4 separate regions of the Mus musculus genome follow, and all the other regions are linked to region 1. Evidence: chromatin contacts called from public promoter capture Hi-C data. All regions are on one chromosome and are shown on one strand. Each heading gives the region's core, a stretch centred on a gene start, on an enhancer-like site or on the middle of the called end of the contact. The rest is flanking DNA. Distances are from core to core; before and after follow the strand shown.

Evidence for each region. Promoter capture Hi-C pulls out the DNA fragments that hold promoters and counts their contacts. Capture Hi-C pulls out chosen DNA fragments and counts their contacts.
Region 2: a contact with region 1 is called in a promoter capture Hi-C map of adipose tissue. The contact joins the promoter of 5430400D12Rik here to the promoter of Vps33b in region 1. A contact is called at or near these places in 5 of 39 promoter capture datasets (the 3T3-L1 cell line, hippocampal neurons, liver and 1 more), 1 of 115 datasets of contacts at active chromatin or transcription factors (stem cell-derived neural progenitor cells) and 2 of 9 other capture datasets (adipose tissue and liver).
Region 3: a promoter capture Hi-C map of liver shows a contact between it and region 1, with 2.4 times the contacts expected there. The contact joins the promoter of Mesp1 here to the promoter of Vps33b in region 1. A contact is called at or near these places in 10 of 39 promoter capture datasets (the 3T3-L1 cell line, cranial neural crest, hippocampal neurons and 5 more) and 1 of 9 other capture datasets (embryonic stem cells).
Region 4: a contact with region 1 is called in a promoter capture Hi-C map of the HPC-7 cell line, with 3 times the contacts expected there. The contact joins the enhancer-like site here to the promoter of Vps33b in region 1. A contact is called at or near these places in 9 of 39 promoter capture datasets (the 3T3-L1 cell line, the C10 cell line, the HPC-7 cell line and 5 more), 2 of 484 Hi-C or Micro-C datasets (bone marrow-derived dendritic cells and bone marrow-derived macrophages), 4 of 115 datasets of contacts at active chromatin or transcription factors (bone marrow-derived macrophages, microglia, neural tube and 1 more) and 3 of 9 other capture datasets (liver, macrophages and pancreatic islet).

What each region holds. Positions count from the first base shown.
Region 1 is chr7:80,267,939-80,271,059 of GRCm38.p6, forward strand. Vps33b (vacuolar protein sorting 33B) reads left to right here and starts at 1,717. Exons shown (of 23, transcript NM_178070.4): 1 at 1,717-2,141. The coding sequence starts at 2,046.
Region 2 is chr7:79,919,115-79,922,136 of GRCm38.p6, forward strand. 5430400D12Rik (a long non-coding RNA gene) reads left to right here and starts at 1,535. Exons shown (of 2, transcript XR_003946805.1): 1 at 1,535-1,825; 2 at 1,935-3,022. It overlaps Ap3s2 (adaptor-related protein complex 3, sigma 2 subunit), which reads right to left and starts at 1,526. Exons shown (of 6, transcript NM_009682.3): 1 at 1,395-1,526. The coding sequence starts at 1,463.
Region 3 is chr7:79,792,056-79,795,395 of GRCm38.p6, forward strand. It overlaps Mesp1 (mesoderm posterior 1), which reads right to left and starts at 1,535. Exons shown (of 2, transcript NM_008588.2): 1 at 810-1,535; 2 at 186-536. The coding sequence starts at 1,472. The coding sequence ends at 468.
Region 4 is chr7:80,582,818-80,585,854 of GRCm38.p6, forward strand. No RefSeq gene overlaps it. Among named protein-coding and RNA genes, the nearest start is that of Gm42398, 28 kb to the left of the region's middle. Within about 2 kb of position 1,459, at least 88 of the 459 cell types and tissues checked have an H3K27ac peak or open chromatin away from gene starts, as enhancers often do. A contact at or near this core is called in the HPC-7 cell line, bone marrow-derived dendritic cells, bone marrow-derived macrophages and 4 more, where this site is marked.

The DNA of each region.
Region 1 (3,121 bases), core at 467-2,966:
CAGGGTTCAGAAAGGGGCAACATTATCATTAGACTACTTCCTGCTGATTAGGGGTGATGAGTTCCTTGGAGCAAGTTTGATCTTCTCAGCCAGGATATCTAATTTCTTCACCCATGACTAAACAAATTGCAACCAACAACCCATCATGCCTCTTGGGGCCCTAGCATTTATACCCTCTGAAAAGACACCAGAATTCCAAATGTCACACACAAACTATCTGCAGCTGGCAAAGTCATGCCCTTGCCAGAGCACAAGGCAAATCATGGTTGATGCGAACCATCTGAAGCAGCCTCATATCCCACACCTGGGATTAGAACGAAAACGTGTTCTTATATTTCCATTAAAAAAAAAAAACCAAAATTCCAAAATTTTTACTATACCTGGCCTCAATATATTTCCTATACCTTAAGTCTCACCTCTCACATCTTTTCCTCTTTGCTAGTTATTTTTAGAAGCTGGGTCATTTGTCCCAGGTGAGTTTCTGCTTTGAGGGAGTGGGAGTTGGGGAGGCAGGGAAGGGGTTGGCCAGAGGTTGGGGTGGAGTCCTTGCTAGCTCTCCAGCTAACCTTTTGAGTCAGGGTTTTCTGATGAACCCAGAGCCAGGTGATTAGGTTAGTCTAGCTAGACAGCTTGCCTGAGGGATCCCCAGCCTCTGACTTTGGAGTGCTGAAGTTACTGAGCTGATGTCACACCCCCTTAGCATGTTTGTGGGTGCTGGGGATCCAAACTCTAGTCTCCACCCTTTCATTCACTGAGCTGTACCCCAGCTTCCCTCAACTTTCTGTGGAGACCAGAGTAGCCGAGAACTCCTGATCCCTCTCTCTGCTTCGAAGGGTTGGGTTTACAGACACCCACCAAGATGACAGACTGCCTTTGTTTTCTTTCTTTTTTAAACAACAAAGTATTATACCTCACCCTTTCTCCCATTATTTCATTTATTGATTTCCCCAGTCAGCTCCTATCTGCAATAGACAGCATGGCCTACATATTGTGACCTTGTTTCATAAACAAATTCTATGTAAACAACACTATATAGATGTGTTTCTGTGTTTTTGCTTGTTTTTGATTTTTGTTTTGGTTTTTCTAGACAGGGTTTCTCTGTGTGGTCCTGGTAGTCCAGGAGCGCACTCTGTAGGACAGGCTGGCCTCAAACTTAGAGATTCACCTTCCTCTGCCTCCCAATGGCTGGGATTAAAGGCGTGCACCACTACCAGCTGACTACTTCTGTATTTTGCCTCTTTAATTTGTACAGTTGTTTTGTAGCATGATTGTGCCACAAGCTTATTCATTTCTTCCATAATGGCCATTAACAAATCGAACTCCAATAGCCAAGGGTTACAGCTGGCAAGCCTTAACTTTCATAGTCTAACACATTCATTCCTCTTTACACTGCTCGCTTACCTTCTATTACCAGGAAGCTAAGGACTGAATAGTTGGAGACTAAATTAACAGCTGAGACTCCAGCAATCAGCGCTCTGTAGACTAGGTTTCTCTCTCTCTCTCTCTCTCTCTCTCTCACACACACACACACACACACACACACTGTGCTCTGCAGACTAGGTTTCAAACACACACACCGCTCACATTCACACAAAGTAAACCTGTGAAAAGATTCACTCCCGTTTTCAAATGTCCCTTCCCGGCCGCCGTCCCCTTCTAGTGCTCTAATCGCTAACTGGGAGACCCGGACTTCCGGGATGTCTAGGAAGTGGCTTTTCTCTGGGTAGGAGGCGGGGTTCCCCGGCACGCTGCCGAGTGTGCGGATGTCGTTGGGAATCCTGCTGACAGGCTGAGTGGACTCGGGCGGGACCAGTGACTATAGGTCTCCAAGGAGAGTCGCCTGAGCCTGTGGCCGTCCGTCCGGGAGGTGGTCGGTCATTCATCCGTCGAGTACGGCAGAGGAGCGAGGGCCCCTTGGGGGTCCTGGGATCCAGAGCCCAGGCAAGCGGGGTACCAGCCTGCAGTAACACCTTGGGCTGTCGCCGGCCTTTGCAGAACAGGGAGAATTCTGCTGCTCTCACACGGTGGCTCAGGTGACCGCTGCCATGGCTTTTCCCCATCGGCTGGACGCCCCTGAGCTTCCCGACTTCTCTATGCTCAAGAGGCTGGCTCGGGACCAGCTCATCTATCTGCTAGAACAGGTCAGTGCCTGCCGTGGCCGGCGCCTTTACTGCGTCAACAGTGTGGCCCTCAATGTGACTTCTTCCTTGCTGAGTCCCTTGGTTTTTTTTCTTTGAGCTTCTGAGACAGATCCAAAATGGGGCGGTCAACAGGAAAAACCAGAGTAGTAACAGTTGCTTGAGACCTGGCCAGAGAATAAATGGAAATTGCCAGCCTCTGTGCAAATGAAAAAGACACACTTGTGCCAGGCATCACTGGAGATGGAAATACAGTTGAAATACCTCTGTCACTAGTTACATTCCAGGAGATGCCCTATGAAATAATGACCCCTAAAGGGTGCTGGATGGTAAGTGAATTCTAGACTTCCGGAAAAGTTTAGAATAAACAACAGCTGGGGCGATCTAAGAGTTTCCTGAGATCTAGAGTTTGAAGAATAGACATGCTTTCTCTGGAGCAGGAACATCGTGCACATTCAGGCAGTTGGGCTGCTAGATGGGAAGCCTAGCAGGGAAGGACCGGTGCATGAGCAGAGGAAAGAGCTAACAGAAGTTACACTGTAGGTTGGAAATAAAGTTCAGTGGTTAGACAATTGCCCAGGCAGGGTTCTCGGTTTCATCCATTGTTCCCCATGGGAAAGAAAGGGTGGTCGTACACACCTTTAATCCCAGTGCATTCATTCCTTCACAGGCAGAGGCAGGCAGATCTCTGAGTTTGAGGCCAGCCTGATCTACAGAGTGAGTTCCAGGACAGCCAGGGCTACATAGAAAAACCCTGTCTTGAAAAACAAACAAACAACAAAAATCAAACCCAAACAAACAAATTACACAGCAGGCTGAAGACCCACACCCATTTGTAGTGTGAAGCAATGTTTGCCATAGTGGTTTGTAACGAAGAGCAATTGGACAGCAGGCTAGTTCAGAGAATACTGATTAAAGTAGTAAAAGCTTACAAAAAACTGATGGCAGTAGAAAGGAGAGAAATGATGGGGTTTGGTTGTTGG
Region 2 (3,022 bases), core at 285-2,784, 350 kb before region 1:
TTGGTTGGTTGGTTGGGTTTTGGTTTTGCTTGCTTAGGGACAGGGCAGTTGATTGTGAACAGGGTAGTTGATTATTAACAGTAAGTTTCTTTAATAGAGATAAAAATGTTCTCAAATTGTGACAGATGCCACTAAACTGCATACATTAAGTAGCTGTATAGTGATTTTTAGCTCAGTGAAAAACTTAGAAACTAGGAGAAACAAATGCACGTGCAAATTGAAGTTGTAAACCCTGTCTTGAAAAACATAAACAACAAAAAATTGAAGTTGTATTCAGTGTTCTATTTAAAAACGTAGTTGGAAAATCCTATTTTAAAAAGCAAATACTTTTCATTTATGATGAAAAAAGGAATAAAAGACCCAGAGACATTTCTGTTTGTTTGTTTGTTTTTCAAAACAAGGTTTCTCTCTAAAGCCCTGGCTGTCCTGGAACTCACTGTGTAGACCAGGCTAGCCTCGAACTCAGAAATCCACCTGCCTCTGCCTCCCAAGTGCTGGGATTAAAGGTGTGTGCCAGAACCGCCCGGCAAGACATTTCTTAACGTGTACAAAAGGTGGGGCTGAAGCCTGAAAGTCTTCTGATTTTATTCCCTCTCAGACAGAACCAGTCTCTCAGGAGGATATTTTGAAACCTAACCACGAATAAAATATTGGGGTACAGAAGGCAAAGAACGGCATCTGCGTTTCCCCAAAGGAAATGTTTCCAGAAAATTCAAATGTGCACGAACATTGCTGAGGCATTCCATGATGGCATTTGTTTATTTGTTTAATTATATGATTTCTTAAGATGCGGTCTGGTGTAGCTCAAGCTGGCTTAGAACTAGCTGTGTATCTGAGGATAACTTTGAAGTCCTGATCCTCTCGCCTCCATCTCCCGAGTTCTGAGCTTTGAGGTGTGCACCACTACAACTGGCATCTTGTAAAAATAGCTCATTTCCCCCTAATTTTAAAAGAGACTTTCTGCAACCTTACAGGATAAAAAGTATCCCAACCCTGATAAGTGCCAGCCAATGCTGAAGCAAGTGATTCCACGAAAGAACTTCTCTCCATGCCCTTGAGAAAAAATAAACGTAAAAGAACCCAACGACCAGATCATCACAAAACTACGCTCATCAATTTAAAAAACAAAACAAATACAGAAACAAAAAACTAAAGACAGAGGCTGTCACCCAATATCTCAATGCGGCACACTGTGTACTGAGTCTGTCCCTAAGACCCAAGGGAAAGTGTCACAAAACACAGAAAAGCCAAGATCCAGGAAGGATGAGGGAGGAGCAGGGGGGTGGGTCATGCACGGTGCCAGAGCAGGAGATGCTGCTGAGCGCGGCTGCGGGCCGTGGGGAAGGGATGGCTCTGGTGCTCCGCAGGGGCATGGTTGGTGGGGCTGCACTCACAAAACGCTGGTAGAAGCGGACCAGCCGCGGTTTTCCATGGTTGTTGAAAACCAGAATCGCCTGAATCATCTTTGCCGGTCCCGCTTCTCTCGGTACCACCTGCTCCAAGAACGCACCTTCTTCCGGCACAACACGAACACTTCCTGTTGGTGTCCCGCTGAAAGCTGCTCCCGGAAACTTAGTCTCGGTACCCCTGGGCACCGAGCACTAAAGTGTCCTGCCGCTCTGGCACCCTGAGAGGTCGGCGCGCTTTCCTGGGGAGCACGGCTGTAGAAGCCCAGGAGCACGGTCGCCTTGGCCAGCCTGGGAACGAATCCAAGCCTGGCTGGGACTGAGCCCCTCATTCTGGTTCCATCCTGGAGCCAACCGTGTCGGCAGCAAGCATCGAGACTGGCAATTCCTGCCAGCAGCCGCGCCAGTTTGAGGGACCAGTAGGTGTTTGTGTTTCTTCTTCTAACCTTGGACTAGCAAAAGCTAGGCTTTTATGTTGCAGTGAATTAGGCAAAAGTCTGCCAGTCAAACGGTCATTCTCTCCTTTAGATGGTGAAAGTTGACATCATACGGGATCTCTCATCCAATCCCACATAAACGGAACGGTTGGTCTCAAACTGGTAACACCTTTTCTCATTTATTTATTCATTTAGTTATTCGTTTGTTTGTTTATATGTTATCTTTCTTTGAAACGGAGTCTCACTGTGTCGCCCTGCCTGGCTTTGAACTCAGAGATTCGCCTGCCTCTGTGACCCTAAATGCTGGGATTAAAAGCCTGCACCACCACATACATCCCTGGGATTTTAGTAAATAAAAATTCAAATGACTATTGCATTGAAGTGGGACAAAATGATTCAAATGTTGGACGGAAATGTCAAAGACAATTCTAAAACAGAGTAGCAAGAAGGAACCAGCTTTGCCCACCAATCAAACCAAGCAGGATAATTTGAAGTATGTTTTAAAGTTACATTTATATGGATTTTTTTGGAGAGGACCCACGCGCCTGCAACGGTGCATGTGTGGAAATCAGAGGACAATTTGGGGAGTCAGTTCTCTCTTGCTGTGTAAAAGATCTAATGTAAGCCATCAGACTTGGCAGTGCCTTTACCTCACAAGCCTCAAATCATAATTAAAAGGTGAAGTATTATTGAACTATAACACAATAGTCTGTGGTAAACAATTTTAAAGATTTAATTTTAATTATGTTGTATGTGTATATGTCCAAATGTTGCTTCAGGTGCCCTCAGAGACTAGAAGAGGCCACCTTAGAGCTGGAGTTTATAAGCAGCTGAAGTGAATGCTGGGAGCAACTCCAGTCGTTTGGAAGAGATGTAGTCTTTCCAAGCCCTTGGCATGAAATAATTTTAATATATGATGTAGGGGCTATCATAGTTTGGCTGTAGGAAGGAATTCCACAAGTGCTATTGAGATAACTGATTAACACTTTGAAGAAAAAGCAGCTTAGTTTTTTCATACTTTCATATATGTTAGGGCCACAGTGGATTAAAGAGGTAAGGAAAAAACAGAGTAAGGACCTGGGAGATGGCTCCACAGGCAAACTCACTTGCCCTTTAAGCCTGGCAAACTGAATTCAATGCCCAGAACCCAAGAGAGGAGAGAGCTGGCTTCCAAAATTT
Region 3 (3,340 bases), core at 285-2,784, 480 kb before region 1:
ACTCCTCCTCCACAATCCCATGTCAGCTTTCCCTGACACATAGCAGAACTTCCAGCAGGGTATGGGAGCATGGGGCAATGGGGGCTCGTGCCACCATGAGTTTGGGCCAGCCTGGGCCGTACAGTGTGAGGTTCCCCCTCCCACACACCCCCAAATAAGGAAGAAAGAAAAATAAACCCTCCAAATGACACTAGCACAATCGGTTTATTCACAAATAAATAAATACACACCAGGCAAAGCTTGTGCCTGCTTCATCTTTAGAGCGTGTACCCTATTGGGCGCCTCCTTCCAAGGAGGGTTGGAATGGTACAGTCTGGATGAGGGCCAGCTCCCACCCCGGGATGCCCATGTTGGTATCACTGCCGCCTCTTCCAGGATCTACTCCCTCCGAAGGTGCCAAGACCAAAGGAAAAGTGTCTGTGCTCAGACAGGGTGACAATCATCCGTTGCATTGTCCCCTCCACTCTTCAGGCAGGCGGCCACTCCTGCGGCGGCGTCCAGGTTTCTAGAAGAGCCAGCATGTCGCTGCTGAAGAGCTGCAGGAAGAGTGAACAGCGCCACAATCAACACCTGCCCCAGGGTCAGGTCCGCGCTCATCCGCTCCACGCTCAAGGTTAAGCGAGCAAGCAAAGCGTCCTTAATCCCTGCCTGTCCAACTCCCACCCTGTTCGGACACCCAGGGCACACGGGGATGCGCCCAAGGGAGATCCTGAGTGCAGCAGAGAGGCTGGTCCGCGACGTGGGGCTGTGCGTCGCGCACCAACAGTAGGGGGCGCCACCTCGACAGTGTGGGGGAAGGGGTTACTAACCGGAGATGAGGGACTGGGCTCCATTTCCTGCCTTTCCTGGGATGCTGTTTCTGCGTACAGGAACGATGGGTCCCACGATTCTGCGGCGACTCGGGGTCTAGGGTAGGCAGGCGGGGATCCCCACGACACCCCGCTGCAGACGGCCGGGCTTAAACGGGGACCGAGCGACTGCGACTGCGCCAGGTCGCTGTCGGGGCACAGCGGGCAGCCTCGAGGTGACACCGCGTGCCGCTGTCGCCGGAGGTTGTCCTCGCTGAGTCCCAGCACAGCCGACAGGTGGCCAATGTAGCGGATGGCCAGGCGCAGCGTCTCGATCTTGGTCAGGTTCTGGCCGGTTGGTGCCACGGATGGCGGCAAGAAGCGGCGCAGCTCGTGCAGCGCGCGGGCGAGTGTGCGCATACGTAGCTTCTCCCGCTCGCTGGCGCTCTGCCGCTGTCCGCTACCCAGGCGGCTACCGTGCGTCCCGCGCCTACCCGGGGTCCCAGCACGCCGGGCCGGGCGGGCGCAGGGTGGTGCAGGGCTGCTGGCCTGGGCACCGTCCCACGGGTCCGAGGACCAGGCTGGGGAGCAGACGCTGTTCCCATCGGAAGGCATCGGTGGCTGCCGACCAGCGGGACTCAGGATCCAGGACTCGGAGCGCGGCTCGCACAGGGGCTGGGCCATGGCAGCGGAGGCCTGACCATTGGGTCCGCTGTAGCTTTATCCTGAGCCCTAGGTGTGAAGCGGGCCCCTTCCAGAATTCATCAGCATATCAAAGCCGGCTCGAGCCAGGAGGGGGGCAGGGCCTGAACCCTTTGAACCATAGCAGGGGCTCTGAGGTGCAGGACCCCTTAGTCCAGTCTGCTCCACCTGGACCATATTTGGGGCCTCAGTAAGTCAGGCACCTATGGCCAGGACTGCCAGTTGAAAGAACCATGCTCAGAGAACTGAAGTCTAGCTCCTAGGCTTAGGGTACACCTTCATTTATTAGGGACCCTACGCCATTTTTTTCCATCACTTTAATTTACAAATTGTATAACAAGAGACTTCGGGATTGCATTGGCCAACTGTGGACTAGGGACCTCTAGACACGGAGAGAACTCTAGTTCAGTCCTTCCCAGAGGCTTGGATGTGGCCTGTAGTCCTCCCTGATGTCCAGGCTATGGGAGGCACATTGAAGAAACCATCCCGACCGACCTGTGAGGTTGCTGGGGTGTCCGGGCAGGGGGAGAGGTGAGCCTGCCTCCCCACACTACAAGTCACTTCTAGTCTTGGCAAGATGGGGAGCTTGGTCCCCTTCCCAGCCCTCCCATGACTGGAGCTCTGCTGCTTTGGTCAGCTACAGTGAGTAAAAAGTCCTTTGACAAAACTCAACTCCTTGAGCTGGTGGCACACTTGGGAGGTGAAGGCAGGAGGGTCAGGAGTTCAAGGCCAGGCCTAGCTGTATATGGCCCAGGTTAACATGGGCTACATAAGATCCTGTGTTGGAAAAAACAAAACAAAACAAAACAAAACCCAAAAACCCTGAAAAGCAGAAACCTTCATCTGTCCCAATGGCAGTTTTATAATCTATTTCATAGGATGCTACCTGTTAGGTTCATAGGCTGCCTTTTATTTTTTAAAGATGTGTGTGTGTGTGTGTGTGTGTGTGTGTGTGTGTGTGTGTGTGTGCTGGTGCCCCCACACAGGCCAGAGGTGTCACGTTCCTTAGGATCGGGCCTTGCAGGCAATTGTAAGCTGCCTGAGGTGGCTTCTGGGAACAGAACCTTGGGTTCTTCAAGAGCAACATGTGCTCTTCTTAACTGCTGAGCCGTCTCTCCAGTGTTCTTCCTCCCACATCTTGAAACATGGTCTCATGTAGCCCAGGCTAGCCTCAAACTTACTCTAACCCAGCTGGCCTTTAGCTCCTGATCCTGCTGCCTCAGCTTACTGCAGTTGTGAGCCTGGCTGTTGAGGATGCCTGCTCTTACCATACCTGTTCAGTGTTGTACTGAATGAAGGGACTAGGTTGGAAAAATAAAGAGAAATAAATACAAATTGAGAGATTAAAGCAAACCTGTCCCCACTTATATGTGACATGCTTATTAATAAAGTCTCCAGAAGTTGGGCATACACGCACATGCCTGTAATTCCAACATTTGGAAAATGAAGGCAAGAGGAGTTTGGGCCAGTCTTGGCTGCAAAGTGAATTTGAAGCCATCCTATGCTACTGGACTGTCTCACCTATTAGAGGGCTGGTGGTGTGGTTCAGTCGGTAGAGTGCTTGCCTAGCCTGCCGGAAGCCCTAGGTCTTATTCCAACACTGCATAACCACGTGTAGCACTGGCTTGTAACCCCAGCACTGGAGAGATGAAGATAGGAGGACCAGAAGTTCAAGTTCAAGATCACCTCTGGCCTAGAGTTATGGCTCAGTAGTTAAGAACACTGGCTACTCAGCTAGGTATGTTGGAGCACACCTTTGATCCCAGCACTGGGGAGGCAGAGGCAGGCAGATCTATGAGTTTGAGGCCAGCCTAGTCTAGAGGTGAGTTTCAGGACAACCAGGGCTATAC
Region 4 (3,037 bases), core at 209-2,708, 310 kb after region 1:
ACAAAGGCTTAGGAGGAATGGGTGGGGGATGAGGAGTGGGAAGCCCATTCTGCAAGGACAGGCCAGAGCACGGAGTCCACACCCGGAACAGCGGCCAAACAATGGTGGGAGCGAAGGTTACCGGACAGGATGTAAATAGTGCAAGCCTTGACAATGAGAAAACTCAAACTCATAAAATGTGGGAGGGGAAGGAGCCCGGAAGTGGTGACGAGCTCATTTCCTCTCCTAAACTCGGGTCCTCGGGAGATGCCGTCTGTCCGTCTGTCTGTCCGCAGTCCCAGTCTGTCAAAAGCACAAGTCAAGCACTTAGTATTGTTCTTTGAAAAAACGTATTAGCGACGTAAAAAGCATGTGACTCTTTGTGGCTTGGTAACTTTCCCCATCACATCTAGATTTCCTTTTGTTCTGTTAAACAGAATTTTTTTTTCTTAAAAGCACACTATTACTGGGGCGCATTCCCCTACCGCTGATCCTTTCTCTATCATCCACGGTGCACACCTCTCTACCAAAGCTGCCTGGGTACCAGCCAGCCCCAGTGATTTCTAGGAGTTCCAGGTTCCAACCACTTGAAAGCCTAGCCTCAGGGGTGTGGCTCGGCGCTGTTTTGCATCTGTGATCATGAATGTGCACATTTATAAAAACAAGGCTCTTTCTTTCTGGACAGTGGTAGAGATCAATTCAGGGTTTCACTTTCTTCCCCAGGCCAGTAAAGCCCTTTAAAACACCTTTTTTTTTTTTTTAAATTTTACATTAAAAAAAATGCATCCAGTGCCTACAGAGGCCAGAAAAGGGCATAGGCTCCCTGGAACTGGAGTCTTGAATGGTTGTGAGCTGCCGTGCAGGTGCTGGGAATTGAGTCTGGGTTCTCTGAAGAGCAGTCAGTGATCTTAACCACTGAGTTCCCTCTCCAGCACCTCTCTCTCTCTCTCTCTCTCTCCATATATATGTATGTATGTATACGTGTATATATATGTATGTATTTCTAAGACAGGGTATCATGTAGCCCAGGCTGGCTTCAGTCTTGTCATATAGCTGAGGCTGGCCGTGGACATCTGTCCCACCTCCCAAGCATTCGGCTTCCATGTGTATAGCAGCTTGCCCGGCTTCAGGATGTAGCTTGAAGCCTTGGGAATCCTGTGCCATGGCAAGGACAGAGACAGAAAGCAGGAGGTCGTGGAGTCAGTCTCCTTAGGGTCAGGGCCTTGCGTGCCCACTGGCAGATAGGTGACCCTGAGCCTCTCTGCAGTTCTTTTAGGTTGCTGGAAGGAACGTGGGTGTGCAGTGTCTGATCGTTGGTAGTGGTCACTAAGGATGCTGATGGCCTTCTGTCACTGTGGGCGTCAGTCCTTCCTGATGCCAATCTTCAGAGACCCAGGGGATCAAGTGGCTCTCTTTCTTTGGTTGTTTCCCCTGTCCTTAGAACCACTCGTACAGCCTCAGCTCCATCTAGTGTTCACATGGGGACACAGCCCCAAGATCTTACTGCAAATCTTACTTTCCAGAGCTGCACAGTGAAGCCCATTTAGAGTAACCCTCCAGTGCTAATATTTGGCATTTCAAATCAAGTGTTGTACAAGCCCAGTACTCTAAGCATCAGTACATATTGTCCTCAAAGGGACAGATTCATGTAACAAATAGTTGTAAAAAATGATGTTGACTGCCAGGTGTGGCATGGCTTCAGTTCCAGCGCTGGAGTCAGAGGCAAAGGAGGATCCCTGTGAACTCCAGGCCAGCCAGGGTCTTAAAAAAACTGACATCGGCTGATGGAATTCTTGGTGCCAGGAACAATTCTAAATTCTTGAATTGTGCAAGTTCACTTCCCACAACCCAGTATCATGACATGGAAGGTGTTTGTTTCATTTCAGAGGTGCAGAAAGATGAAGTAAAATCTGTCCCTCTGAGTGGACGTGATCCTTTAGGATGCCCGTGTCCCAGTGGCTAAGGACAGTGCTCACTGAACCCCATGGGCTATAAAAGGATGAATTGGTGTGGGGGGAGGGAGGTGGCGGTGAGGTCTAGGAGGTGAAGGGGGCATGGGGTGTGTTGTTTAACCAGTATCCACTGCAGAGATGTATGAAATTCTCAAAGAATGAGCAGAAAATATGGAAAAAAAGCACCACTCTGTTGAGTGTAGACGGGGCTGCTGGGTGAGCAGGGGTGAGGAGGGAGCCAGAGTGGGGGCTTCTGAGTGTCCCACTGGGGCTCAGGCTGGATTGAGTGTGGAGAGAATGGCTTACTCAGCAGCTGGAGCACTGGGGTGACAACTGTGACCACAGAAAGAGCTTAGCAGCAGGGAGGTAGTGACTGAGCTCCGACTCTATGCCAGGCACAGGGATTCGGCATAAGGGCAACAGCCACGCGCCCACCTGAACCCTTGAGAACTGTGGGCATGGAAGGCCAATACTGAGGGATGGTTTCTCACCCACAGATTTTTTCACTTTTAACAAGGTTTATTCTTCTTCTGTGCTTTGGTGTTTTGCCTACATGTGAGGGTGCCAGATTCTCAGGAACCAGAATTACAGATAGGTGTGAGCTGCTAGGTGGGTGCTGGGAGTTGAACCCAGGTCCTCTGAAAAAGCAATCGGTACTCATAACCACTGAGCCATCTGTGCAGTCCTCACGCACAGATTTGTAAGTAGAAGGTAGGTGGGGTGGCACGTGGATGAGACCGAGGGTGAGGGGTACACGCTTGGCGGAAGCAGATGATGAAGGACTATAGGGGAGTGTGTGGGCCTGAGGGAAAGGGTGTAGTCCAAGGGAGGGCTTCTGGGTTGGGGGAGGGTCAGCAGGATAGGAACTAACAAGGCAGGACCCGAGAAAGGCTCCAAGTGTTCAGTGTGCACAGGCCAAGGGAGTTCACAGCTGGGTGTGGGAGGTGATGGGTCTGCGCTCTGGGGAAGGCAGGAGATAGCCTGTAGTCTGAGGGAACTTGAGGAGAAGCGGCTTGCTTTCTGTCTTAGGGAGGAGACTGAGGCAGATGCAAAGGCTGAGGTAGAGGGCCTTGGGGTGGGAACTCAGGTAGTTCTTGGAGGAAGAA